Linked DNA regions of Mus musculus: region 2 is linked to region 1. A link is a contact called in public Hi-C data. All regions are on one chromosome and are shown on one strand. Each heading gives the region's core, a stretch centred on a gene start, on an enhancer-like site or on the middle of the called end of the contact. The rest is flanking DNA. Distances are from core to core; before and after follow the strand shown. Region 1 has its middle 99 kb from the start of Zswim2. Region 2 has its middle 160 kb from the start of Calcrl.

Region 1 (6,411 bases), core at 1,136-3,635:
ATTTAAATTAAACACTTGATAGTTTCTTTTGGTATATCTGAATTGTCAACACCCTAACTCCTGGGTTTAGGGTTTCTGGTAAGTTAAATGTCATATTTGAACACAAGCTCTCCCATAAAATGAAAGTTGATCTTACAACCGAGTCAGTCACTAAGTGACTAGCAGATACCACTGTATTCAGTAAAAGTGTGACTTGTAAGCCAGTGGTTCTAGTTTACAATCTCCTAAAGACTTCTGATTTTTTTGTCAAGTAATTTAGTCCTATGTATGAAGAAATGGAGACATTTAAATATGTGCCTATTGAACAACAACAACAAATACAAATTTAATACAGTCACCAAATCCTGGTGAATTTCCTTTTTAGTGAGTTTTTTGAAGAAGTGTAACTTATTTTGTATCTGCTTCATTATACTTAGGATTTATAGTCTAGGTTTGGGATTCAGGAGCTCTCTTGAAGCCGGTAGGCACTATTTACATTTCACTTACTGATCACAAGAGGGAGTGAGAGGTCTGTGAAAGATTACACTGTTTCCAACTTTTCCCAAGTTGTGCATCCAGAGGCCAGTGAGTTCTACGGGTCAGCTGGTGTTTCTCCTTCCCCTCAGTAGAAGCCCTTTTTATCTGACCCCAAGTTCAAACCGACCTTACCACATACCCACGTACTTTCATAATAAAAGCTAAGTGCATGAAAAATATTAGACTCTTTATATTTTGTCATTCTGCAAACACACACACACACACACACAGACACACACACACACAGAGACACACACACACACAGATACACACACACAGACACACACACACACAGACACACACAGACACACACACACACACAGACACACACACACAGACACACACACACAGACACACACACACAGACACACACACACAGACACACACACTCACTCACAAACACACACACACACAGACACACACACACACACCACATACACACACACACATCACACACACACACTCACTCACACACAGACACACACACCACACACACACACACACACAGACACACACAGACAGACAGACAGACAGACAGACAGACAGACACACACACACACACACACACACACACACACACACACACACACACACACACACACCACTGCTGGTCTGATGAGCCTGGGTTAGTGATACTGCTCTCAGCAGTTCATTTATTGCAGCATCAGTGGGTGTGACAGAGCTATCCAGCAGAAGGCTGAGATGCTGAAAAATCAGAACATCTGGAGTAAAGAGAACATTTGACATTCCTCTTCTAAGGTGTCTGTAACCTGGGAGAACTTGCTGTTTCTCCTTCTGATAGCATGTTTCCTTTAAAGAGAAGACACTGGAACATAGTAACGCTGTGTTCTGTGATGCTCCACAGTTCATTAGATAGTTGGGGAATAAAAGCTTAAAATATCTCTGATACAAAGAGCAACATTACTGACCATTGTGAAGTTTCTTAAGAGAGAAACACATATGCAATCTCTTCAAAATGTATGCCTTCACAAGACAGCATCTGAATGCTTGTAGTGTATTCTTTGATAGACTTGAGTATAATTTCTCCTAAGACTGTAAGATTGTTTCTTCCAGCTTAGGGAGTCAAAGGTGGGCTAACCTTCAAGAATAACTTTCAGTTATTTAATAAAAGAAGCCCCCAAATTTAAAATAAAATGAGTTATGTATATATTTTGCTTTATGCATGAAGGCAGATGTAATGAGAAAGTGACATTGAATATGGTTTTTAAATTCTTAAATTTTTTATAGTAACTTTTATCTTTTTGAAATTATAATAGTATCATTTCCTCCTTCTCTTTTCTCTGTCCAACCCTCCCATTTAGCCCCTTGATCTCTCTAAAGCAACACAGCTTCAAAATTTTAAAGGTCTGTGCATGCACCCATACCCCTCCCCTCTCTCTGTGTGTCTCTCTCTCTGTCTCTGTGTCTGTCTGTCTGTCTGTCTGTCTGTCTGTCTGTCTCTGTGTTGGTCAGAAAGTCTGGAATCAGTCCTCTCCTTTCACCATTAAGTGAAAAGCAAATGCAGGCTGTCAGGGTTGTACAGCAAGCATCTTTATCAGCTGAGCCATCCAGCCATCACACACAACATGTTTGTAAGCCTTAACATGCACACATACACTATGAAATTTTTTCTTGATCAGAAATTCTCACAAGAATGAAATGTGCATAACAAGAGTTACTAACATGTATCTTAATGTATAAAAGCTAAATATACAGACCCTAAATAACATTTAAAATCTCTTTATACTATCTGGACAAAGTATTCAGTTACAATGTGGGCCTGGCTCACAGGTCATTTCTAGTTTAATTCATCTGATGGTTTTACTGCCTGCCTGAAACATTTGTTGTTTTTAATGCCACAGCTATGACACACGTCAGCTTGCTCCATGAAAACTTCTGGGAATCCTGAAGAAATACTAGTACTTCCCCACCCCACCCAGCACTCCGAAAGTTTCCCACAGTTTTTTCCCTTCATGCTGTTTACACTTATCAGTGTTTCAATGCTTTGGGTTGTCAGAAACTTTGACTTCGTATTGTCTTAGAACCATAAACAGAATTGTTGTACCTGACGGCATACACATACTTTTTAGAGGGTACAATTGTAAAATCTTTATTGTTTAGTGAACTGCAGAGATAGATTAGAATCGTCCTTTGTAAAATGTTTCTTTACACGTACCCTGGTGCAAACATGACACACGGCACCCAGGGGGAGCAGGGGTCAGACCTGCTTTCTGAGTTGGAGCTTCTGCTATAGAACTTGTGTTGTGCCAGAAAATTAAACAAATTTGTGTCATATGGGACAAGAAGGTTTTGTCCTTCTTGGCCAATGATGAGAAAAATGTAGGTGTAAGTTCATTTTAATTTTAAAGTCCAACTCTGGGAATTCCAAGGTGGTGTCAACGAAGCACATGGTTTTAAAGGCTTTGAGGAGATAGGTGCATAAATACTTATTAAAACAGAATATGTAAGTTATATGACACAGATAAAATAAAAATATAAACATAAGATTCACTGGGAGAAAAATGTCTCTAATGAAAGACTGAAGTTTTTGTTATTCCATGATATGAACAGCAAAACGTTCCTATTGGACATAATCCCATCATCTTCTGTGCATAGTGCCACAACTGTTTGCTTTACTCTTAAGTTACTATGTTATGTCCTAGCTGCCTTTGACCCTTCAAACTATTATTAACTACATTCTTTCCAGTGTTCACTGGGTGCAAGCTCATAAGCGATCTATCAGTTTTAAAAAATGATTTCCAAGCTTCTCATCCTCTATGACATTTTGTATATGTTCAAACCATAAACAATAACCATATAAATTATAAAAGTGCTGAGCGCATAGTCTTTGTATTCCTCCTATTTCTACTACTTTCCATATAGAATAAGCCCTGTGACATGTCTAGATGACATCGGACCAAAGAATTCAGCTGCTTAAATAAAGCAACATTCCTTTAGCCTTCCTGTCCTTATGCAATTAGAGAAAATGCCACATGCATTCATAATTTTCAATTTTTTATCAAAATAATATCTAGTAAGCATTTAGTCAAATTCTCTTGTTAATATTATGTTTATACACTTGGTGTTTACTTATGAAAGAAATTTAGGTTGGGGTTTACTGGAAAGATTATAGTTTCTTTGATATGCACATGAAAGTACTTTATGAGACTTCATTTTTAATACAGGGAAGAGCTATATATTTGACTGAAAAACAGTCAAATTATGATGATATCCACAAATATGACTTATGAAATGTATACTAAGTATCTAAAAGCCAAAATAATGTAATATATTGTTATTTCATAGCACTATAAAAATTAAAATTATATTATTAATTCTGGGTTTAGAGAATATTGACTGAAATAGAAATGATAAGTCTTTCATTACATTTTGAATATGGAAAAACAAATATTACCAATATATTTTTATTATCTTCAATAAAAATTTATGCAACTTACTGTGTTCTGTGTAAGAAACAGCTTTTGTAAAATTTATCTACTACCTAATATTGTAAAATATTGACAGGTTAGACTTAGTCTTTTATTACATGACATTATTATTGATTACCTTCATATTCTAGGCATGAGACACGGTTGTCGATGAGAATAGCATGGGAACATCTACATCAAATGTGATCCCATTAAAGCTTTTATGATTTTATGTATATATCCTATATTCACATTTATATGTAATTTAAAAACAAAGGATGAAATAACTTCCTATTTTCTTCAATTCCATCTAAAGGTTTTAACAGGATATTCGGAAGCACAGAGTAATAAGGAAGAATTGGAGGATCCTTCCAGTCTGTGGCTCAAGTGAATATTAAAGAGTGTAGTGTATTATCAGGCAGAGGAGCAGAGAAAGGAACTGCAAAGTTGTGTGGCAAGCTGAAGCCTTTTGATGTTAGTTGAGAAGAAATTGCTAAGTAGGGAGTAGAAAAAATGGGAGAATTTTTCATCTATAAACCTCCTGAGTCAGCAAGGTAAACCTTCCTGCGACAATTATTATTTGTTTAATATCGAGTAGAATTCATTAATTTTGGAGGCTTTGCTGGGCTCTGTGAATACCACGAGGAGTAGGACAAAAACATTATGTGTCATGTAGAGTCAGTCTGGGATCAGATCACGTAAGCCTGTGAGTAACGTATTACAGAGCTCATAATTTAACCTGTCTCCAGTGCTGAGGCCGTTCCCATTAGTTTAATCAGAGATTCTGTGGGTCAGATTTTGTGTTGTTGATGAATTATTGTGCTAGGTGTTTAAGGTGGAGAGAACAGAACAGAAAAAGATCCCGATACTCTTGCCACACAGCTCTAATATAGTAAACTGACAAAGATGTTGGGAAACAAGTGAGAGCAAGCGATCTGAGACTTAGCATCTAATTTCTTGCTGAGGACTGCTTGGGTGTGGGCTGTGATGGAGAGGAAGAACTCCCATGTGTTGGCACCTTTGTATTGCTAGCTTATTGGACCAAGTAGACCGAGGGCAGTGTTCTGGGAAAGACAGGAAAAAAGCAGGAGAAAAAGACTACCTAATAAGTTTGCCCCACTAAGGCTAGGTCTGTGAAAACTAAAAGGTTCTTTTCTGAGTCTGTATTGTTTTATGATCTTTCAGCACCCCGAGCATCTTTGAGGCTTTTGTTTTTCTTTTCCACCTTCAGCAATGGGGAGTAGAACTGAGAAGATGACATACAAACCAAAGGAAGCAATGTGTTGAGAGATTCAACATTGTCTTACCACTGCTCGCAGCATCTATTTACTTCAAAGTTAGGTAGCCAGGGCTGCAAAAGAAGCACTTAATATAGAGGTATAATTTTGTCTTTTCAATATGAATTTTGCTTTAAAATTTTAGTATGCTATGTGGTATGTACATATCATACTATGATGCAAAAATAAGTAGCAAAAGTGGAGAGGAAAAAAAATACATTTTTGCAGTGTGGGAACCTAGACTTCTAAGTGACAGCAGAGATCAGGATCCAAGTGGCTTGGCTTCTGATTCCCTTCCTTTCCCATCAGCATCTTATTTCTGGTGTTTGATGTCTGGTCATTTTGATTTAAACTATATTACTAACCCAGCCTTCTCAGGCCTTATGTTTTGATCGGTATCATGAGCTGTTTTGATGTTCAGTTTTATTTTTAATGATTTTTCATCCAGAACAACTTAAATCATTCACATAGCCTCTCCAGCACTATTCTATTTTTGTTTTATTTTTTAAGCTATGATTAACTTGTCCTCATATAAGAATATACATTGTTCCCATAAGAAATGATTGCTCTGAGATGTTTAACTGTTAATGTCTGAAACAGTACTGATAATCTGCTTGTAGTTACTTTACATTTTTGTAATGTTAAATTTGAGATTGGAGGAACACTTCCATCTTTTCATGTCTTCCTTCCTACCATAGAAAGTTTTGTGAGAGGGATTTCTGATGCTATTTCTGCCATTTGTTTACATTACATGTATTTGTTCCAAGAGGGCACACCCTTTGAGTGTGGGAATCAACTCTCGGGCAGACTGTTCAGTGCTGCAATTATCCTAGATGAGGCTATGGGCTTGCTTGATTTCTCCAGGGAGCTTTGGTAATAGAGTTCACCAACTCTCCCTCCTGTTGGCCTTCCAGCCACACTTATTTTCCAGCATGCCAATCTATTGTAATTATCTCACCTTTAACCTCACATCGCATGAACCTTCTAATTCTGACCCAGGGCTGAAATGAGCTTGGGAAACACTTTATAATAATAATAATTTAGAGGGGAGGTTAGGCTTTCAATGCTGCTGCCAGCTTCAACACTTTTAAAGTTCAAAACCTAATAGCTTGTTAGGTTACAGAAAAGGAAGATTCTTTTTAAAGTTTAAGAGTTAGTCGGTTCTAAATATTTGTCACCACAATTATTAA
Region 2 (6,411 bases), core at 2,438-4,937, 230 kb after region 1:
AAGGCTTCCTAATGTCATTACTGCTTACTGGTAGGGAGTGTGTTTCAATATTATAAGAATAGAAAGGACAGGAGCCTCCTCTACGTTTTTATTCTTTACCTCTTCCTATATGGCCACAAGAACTTCCCTACTCCTTATTCCTTAGCTGGAGGTTTCCTTTCTCCATTTTCTCTCTTCACTGATAGCGGAAGTCCTGGTTTCTTTTTGATTCTCTTAAATCTAACAGCTGCAGCTGGGCACACCTTTACTCCCAGCACTCAGGAAGCGGAGACAGGAGGATCTCTGTTAGTTCAAGGCCAGCCCGGTCTACAAATCAAGTTCCAGAACAGAGCTCTGTAACACAGAGAAACCCTGTCTCAAAAAACAACAGTTAATTTGTGCATTTTTTTTTCTTTATCTCAGCAGTATTTTTCCCAGCTTGTTCTAGGCTACTGAACTGGTGGGAATCTGCAGATAAGAGGAAAGCAGAAGCCCTAGATATTGTTTCTTCCTGTAAATCCCACTTCTGTGCAGCACCACACCAACCCTGCTGTGCTCATAGCACACAGCACTACAACTCCATCCCATCACTTTTCATCTTGATTCTTCAAGTATCAGAGATGGGTTGATAGAATACTAAAGGAAATCAAAGCATGATTCCCCTCCCACTGACACTACAGTCTGGAAAAGAACTTCCCTCACCCTTCTGTAATGGCTTGCCTTTTCTCCCCTGTTATATTCAAGGACTGTATAAGTAGAGAGTTCTGTCTCCCTTTCAATTTATTTGAGTCATAGTTATTATAATTGTAGGATTCAGATTTAATTAAAATACATACATAAATGTCCATAAATAATTATAGACTATGTGTTTACATTATATATATATATATGTACAGTCACAAGTATTCTATGTTTGTGCTTCATGTGTATTATTACATGTAAAAATACATATAAAAGAAGCACCTGTTACTCTGTCCAACTCTCTAAGACATTAGCAGCATTACAGAAGTTACCTAGGTACAACTCCGTACTCAGAAAGCCCACTATTTCTCTTGCATTTTTCCTGTTCAGTTGTGGCTGTGTGTCAAGTGTCTACATGTAGTTATTGAACATGTATATGTCTTTAGCTCCATGTGGTGCTCAGGCTATTCATTAATGTGTCCAGTACATATAGACTTGCTCATTTTAGCAGCTGTTCTTATCAGTGTTGCTGGACACGAGGGTGTTCTTATCTGTGTTCACTGCTTCTGAGTGTTCCTCTTAGTCACATGGCTAGGGTAAAATTGCTTTTTTGTGTAGTATGTGTATCTGAAAGTGGTATGCTACTGGCTTTTACGATTTTACAATTCCTTTGATAGACTGTGAAACTCACTACTCCAAATTGTCACTAAATGAGTTATTCTTCTCTTTTATCGTTTGTGCAAGCCAAGAGTTTATGAAAGTTGAAGGCTATATTAATGACAATGGACTTTCTTAGTTTCTATAAAATTAAACAGTGTAGATTTGAAGCCCATAAAGCAGTGCAGTAAATTGAATGGTGGTCCTGCGAAGGAAAAGCCTACTTGGATTTTATTCAGAAGAATCCCAAACTGGGATTCCATGCGTTATCATGGGCATCAAACCCAATGACAAGCGACTTGTATGACATGAGAAGGGAACAGCATGCACAGAAGTCCATGTGAAAACAGACACTGGAATTTGCAGCCTCAAGCCAAGACCATTCAGAACTCCCTAGTGAGGAAGGATTTCCTTTAAGAGCTTGCAAAGGGAATGCAATCCTACCAACACATTCATTTTGGATTCCTGATCTTCAGAACTATAAAAGACAAAACTTCTGCTATTTTAAGCTGCCAAGTCGTGGTAATTTATCATGGTACACTTAGAAAGAAACCAATACAGCTGATTCATGTCTGTGACCTGTAACACATCTTAGGCTGGTGATCATATTGTAAAACATGCATCATTAAGTTTAAGCCAAAAGCAGTGTAGAACAGTCAAGTAGACTGGGGGTGGGGGGTCAGGGGTAAGTATGTGCATGAGTGTGCAGGTCAGGGGTCGATATCAGGATTCTTCCTGTATTGTTCTCTACTTTAAGTTTTGAGCAAGAATTTTTTTCACTAAACATGGAGCCCATTGTTTGTACTAGAATGGTTGTCCAGTAAATCCTTGGAATCATTTTGTCTCTATCCCAACCCAGCATGGGGTAGGAGGAAAATGTAGCCATGCCTAGCTTTTAAATGGATGCCAGAATTCCTAACTCAAATTCTCATTCTTGAGTACTAATCCCTGTACCCACTGAGAGATCTCTTCAGGCCACAAAGATTGTCATTCTAGGTGCCTTGTACCCAGAATAAAGGTTTTCTAAAATAGGTGTTTATTATAGGGATAGAGAAAATGCAATCAGTTTCCTGTTGCTTCTGTAACAGATTGCCACATTAGTGGGTTAGAACCACATAAATTTAGTACTTTACAGCTCAAGGGGTCAGAAGTTTGAACTGAGTCTCATTGGCTGAAATTGAGAAATCAGTATTGCTGAATACCTCCTGATGTTCCCTAGGGGAAATTTTACCATGCCTTCCCAAGTGCTAGAAGCTGCTCACATTATTTGAACTGAGACCAGTGGCCATTTGAGTTTTTCTCACATTGTGTCATTTTTAGGTTGACTCTGCTTCTTTTTTTGGTATTAAAGGAAACATACTTTTACAAACTATGATGGAATGAGAATCTCTTTGTATCAAGGATACTAAATTAGCAAACTAATGTCACCTACAACGTTAATTTTCCCTTGATGCGATTTTACAAAGACTAGAATGTGGAACTCTCTGCGGGACCTTTATTCTGATGGTGTTGCTGTGAAACTCTTATATTAATGAACTCACTAGAACAAGTAAGCCCAAGACCACACACTCTCACAGGAAGCACACACACCCAGCTCTGTTCCCAAGATGACCTAACCCCTCCTGATTCATACACCAGGATCCCCAAAGACCTGTGGTAGTATACACATCTGCCACCTAGGCTTGAAATAGCCATTGTTCCCACTAAATACTTTGATAAAAAACTGACATTAAAAATGAGTTATAATTCCAAAATGCAATTGCATATACTTTATATTACTTTTCAAAGTGTGTAATTCATGCTTTCCTGTTGGAACTAATTAATGCATTTCACTTAAAAGTGGGTCCATGGTAGGCTTTTTGATTTACCTTAATTCAGTTCTTCTCTTCAAAGAAATAGAAAACCAATATATTCTGGATTTAATCATTACTGCTTTATTGTTTATTACCTCTGAGGAAAGAAATAATTAGTGAACATTTTGACTAATTTTTTCCTTTCAGATATGAAACAAAAATTAAAAGATCTAATCAGTGAACTTGTAAAAGTAAGATAAAATGTCTGAAGATTAGAAAAATAGAATCATTTTTAATTTCCCCCACTATTAAAGTTTTACTATTGTTTAAGGTAGAAAGTGGTCTGACTTTGACATTTTCAACTTTAGTAAACACTGAAGACCTGATATGTGTGAAAACCATGTACGTCTGAACAACTGCTGGGAGTTTTCTCCCTGTGTAATCATCAGGATTTGCTGAAACACAGCTGCACTTCAACACGTGATGGAATGGCAATGAATGACCCTCCCTCCCACCCTCCCCGTGCTCTGGGGAGAAGCCATACAATAAATCTTAGCACTGGACAGCTTATCCATTAAATTGAAGAGGCAAACATTTGTAATTGCTTGAGAACTGTTTCCTCTCACCTGTCCCTGTCACTCCCCATCACCCCAGAACTATAAAAAAAAAAAAGAAAATTACTGGAATTTCTCAATGGTGTGGATTGGAGACAAAACAACGGTGACAAACCTTAGATATTCAATTACTGCTGTGTGCTGGCAAACTATCCCATGTACCAAGAACATGGCAGAGCTAATTCTCAGTCTCGAATCATAACTTTGAATAATACTGTAAAATAAGTAAAAAATAGTCATTCACGGGCCTTTAGGATAATTTGTCTTGTACACATTAGTGTTATTTTCTAATAAAGTTCATTTTGATACAGTAGATTATATTTTGTTAAGTGAGTCACAAATTACCTTTTGCTCTGCTGTTTAAAAAACAATTTTTATACAATAATTCATGTTGATAAGTCTTTTAATATAATTTCTATTGTTGCAACAAAACACCATGACCAAAAAAGAAGTTGGGGAGGAAAGGGTTTATTTGGCTTACACTTCCAGATCACAATCCATCAATGGAGGAAGTCAGAACAGGAACTCAAGCAGAGCTGGAACAGGAAGCCAGAGCTGATACAGGGGCCATAGAGGGTGCTGCTTACTTGCTTGCTTCTCCCGGCTTGCTCAGCTAGCCTTCTTATGGAACTAAGGAACACCAGCCCAGGGACGGCAGCATCCACAATGGGCTAGTCCCTCCCACATTGACCACTAATTGAGAAAATGCCTTACAGCTGGATCTCATGGAGGCATTTCTTCAACTGACGATCCTTCCTCTCTGATGACTCTAGCTTGTGTCAAGCTGACACACAAAACCAGCCAGTACAGTGCTTATCGAGAAGGTTTCAGTGAACCTAGTTCCAACTGTTATTACCACATTAATTAATATTTTAGTTAACGAGCTATAATTAGTTTTGACTTACAGGAAGTTAAGTGAGTCAGAGTTCCCACGAACTGCCTTGCTCCCCTGTTTACAAGGACTCTGATCTTTAACAGAAAGTCATATTTCTTAACATTAATAAACCAGAACATCACATTAACTGAAATTAATTAATTTTATTAGGATCCACTATTGTATAACTTTATGTATTTTTGAAAACTGTGGGAAGTTCCATAGTCACCATTATAGTAACTTAAAAACTAGTTTCATTGTCCTACATGTTCCAAATATTCCATATTATCCTCCTCCCCTCCCACCTAATTGCTGTAGGTAGATCTTTCTGTTCTGTAGTTTTGCCTTTTCCTGAGGTTCACATCATTAACTTCATACAGTTTGTATCCTTTTCATACTGGCTTCTTTCACTCAGCAAATGACAGGGTTCATCCATATTTTAGTGGCTTTTGCTATTGCTGAGAAATATTCCTTTGCCTGCATGTACCACAATTTGATTACCCATTAACTTGGGTTTTTGAGGGGTGCATGCATATGTTTGTGTATGAGCACAAATCTCAGGGGTCATTTATCCTCAGGCACAATACTTCTTGTCCTTTGAGGCAGGATCTGTCACTGGCCTGCAGCTTGCTAATCACACCAGACAGGTTGCCTAGGGAGCCAAGGGACTCTGCCTAGCTCCATCTATTTCTGCATCACAGGCCCTAGAGATTTCAAATGATTACCAAATACAGAGATTTTGCTTGCTCACTTGTTTGATTTTTTTATAAATGTATTTTTATTATTTAAATGTTTCACATAATATATTTTGATCATACTTACCTTCTCTCAACTCTTCCCAGATCCTCTCATCTCCAAACTCAGATAATTTCACGTTCTCTCTCTCTCTCTCTCTCTCTCTCTCTCTCTCTGTTTTTAAAAAATATATAAAAATCAAAATATGAGACTCACACATACAGACAGAGGCCAACAAGGAAAGACAACACAAAAAGCACACAAGAAATGCGGTCTAGTTTACACTGGCCAACTAAATTGATTTTTCACTTTTGTAGAACGTATCAATTGTGACTGCATTCAATTGCAGCTTCTTTGTTAGAGGTGGGATTCTACTTCTCAGTGTTGGGATTTGGTCTGGTTTGGACCTGTGATGTCATGTGTATGTTGTCAGGATTGTCTCTGTGACCTCATTTGTGCATCACTCCTATGTATCGAGATGATGTTGTTTCCTTGTAGCCATCCACCACCGCTGGCTCTTAAAATCTTCTTTCTTCCATGTAGATCCCTAAACTTTAAGGGGCTTTGGATGTCTAAAGACATCCCATTTAGAGCCGAGTTCCAGAGCCTCTCACTCTCTCTACATTGCCCAACTGTGAGTCTCTGTGTAAATTATCTTCTACAGCACGTAGAAGCTTCATTGTTCACCATGTGAATGGCAGCTGAGCCAGTGTTGGTCAGAGAATAGTACTAAGGTAACTTTGGCAGAACGGTAGTCCAACTCTGCTCTGGGACAGCATAGACCAGCTTACCCAGAACTGAAATCCAGGTTACCTGTGTTTTCTGGGCCCAATAGTTCCATTTCTCTTACTTTGTATGCCAATTACTACAGTTTTACCATTTTTTTGTTTTACTTGATGCTTTAAATTTATGCTTTTATTTGTTATAAACATATTGACTATTGGATTCCATTTATTTGCTTTGAATTTTGAACAGATTTTAAAGTAAATGTGCTAATATTAACCAAGAACACTAGTATTAAATACATCTTGAAGTCTGACACTCATATGTGGTAGTCCCATGTTATACTTGTTGGATG

The links. A called contact is a pair of places that touch in the nucleus more often than the background predicts.
Region 2: a contact with region 1 is called in a Hi-C map of the C2C12 cell line, with 4 times the contacts expected there. The contact joins two enhancer-like sites. A contact is called at or near these places in 10 of 484 Hi-C or Micro-C datasets (the C2C12 cell line, the HPC-7 cell line, bone marrow-derived macrophages and 4 more) and 6 of 115 datasets of contacts at active chromatin or transcription factors (the HPC-7 cell line, the NIH/3T3 cell line, embryonic stem cells and 2 more).

What each region holds. Positions count from the first base shown.
Region 1 is chr2:84,036,981-84,043,391 of GRCm38.p6, forward strand. No RefSeq gene overlaps it. Among named protein-coding and RNA genes, the nearest start is that of Zswim2, 99 kb to the left of the region's middle. Within about 2 kb of position 2,386, at least 4 of the 459 cell types and tissues checked have an H3K27ac peak or open chromatin away from gene starts, as enhancers often do. A contact at or near this core is called in the C2C12 cell line and bone marrow-derived macrophages, where this site is marked.
Region 2 is chr2:84,262,719-84,269,129 of GRCm38.p6, forward strand. No RefSeq gene overlaps it. Among named protein-coding and RNA genes, the nearest start is that of Calcrl, 160 kb to the right of the region's middle. Within about 2 kb of position 3,688, at least 16 of the 459 cell types and tissues checked have an H3K27ac peak or open chromatin away from gene starts, as enhancers often do. A contact at or near this core is called in the C2C12 cell line and bone marrow-derived macrophages, where this site is marked.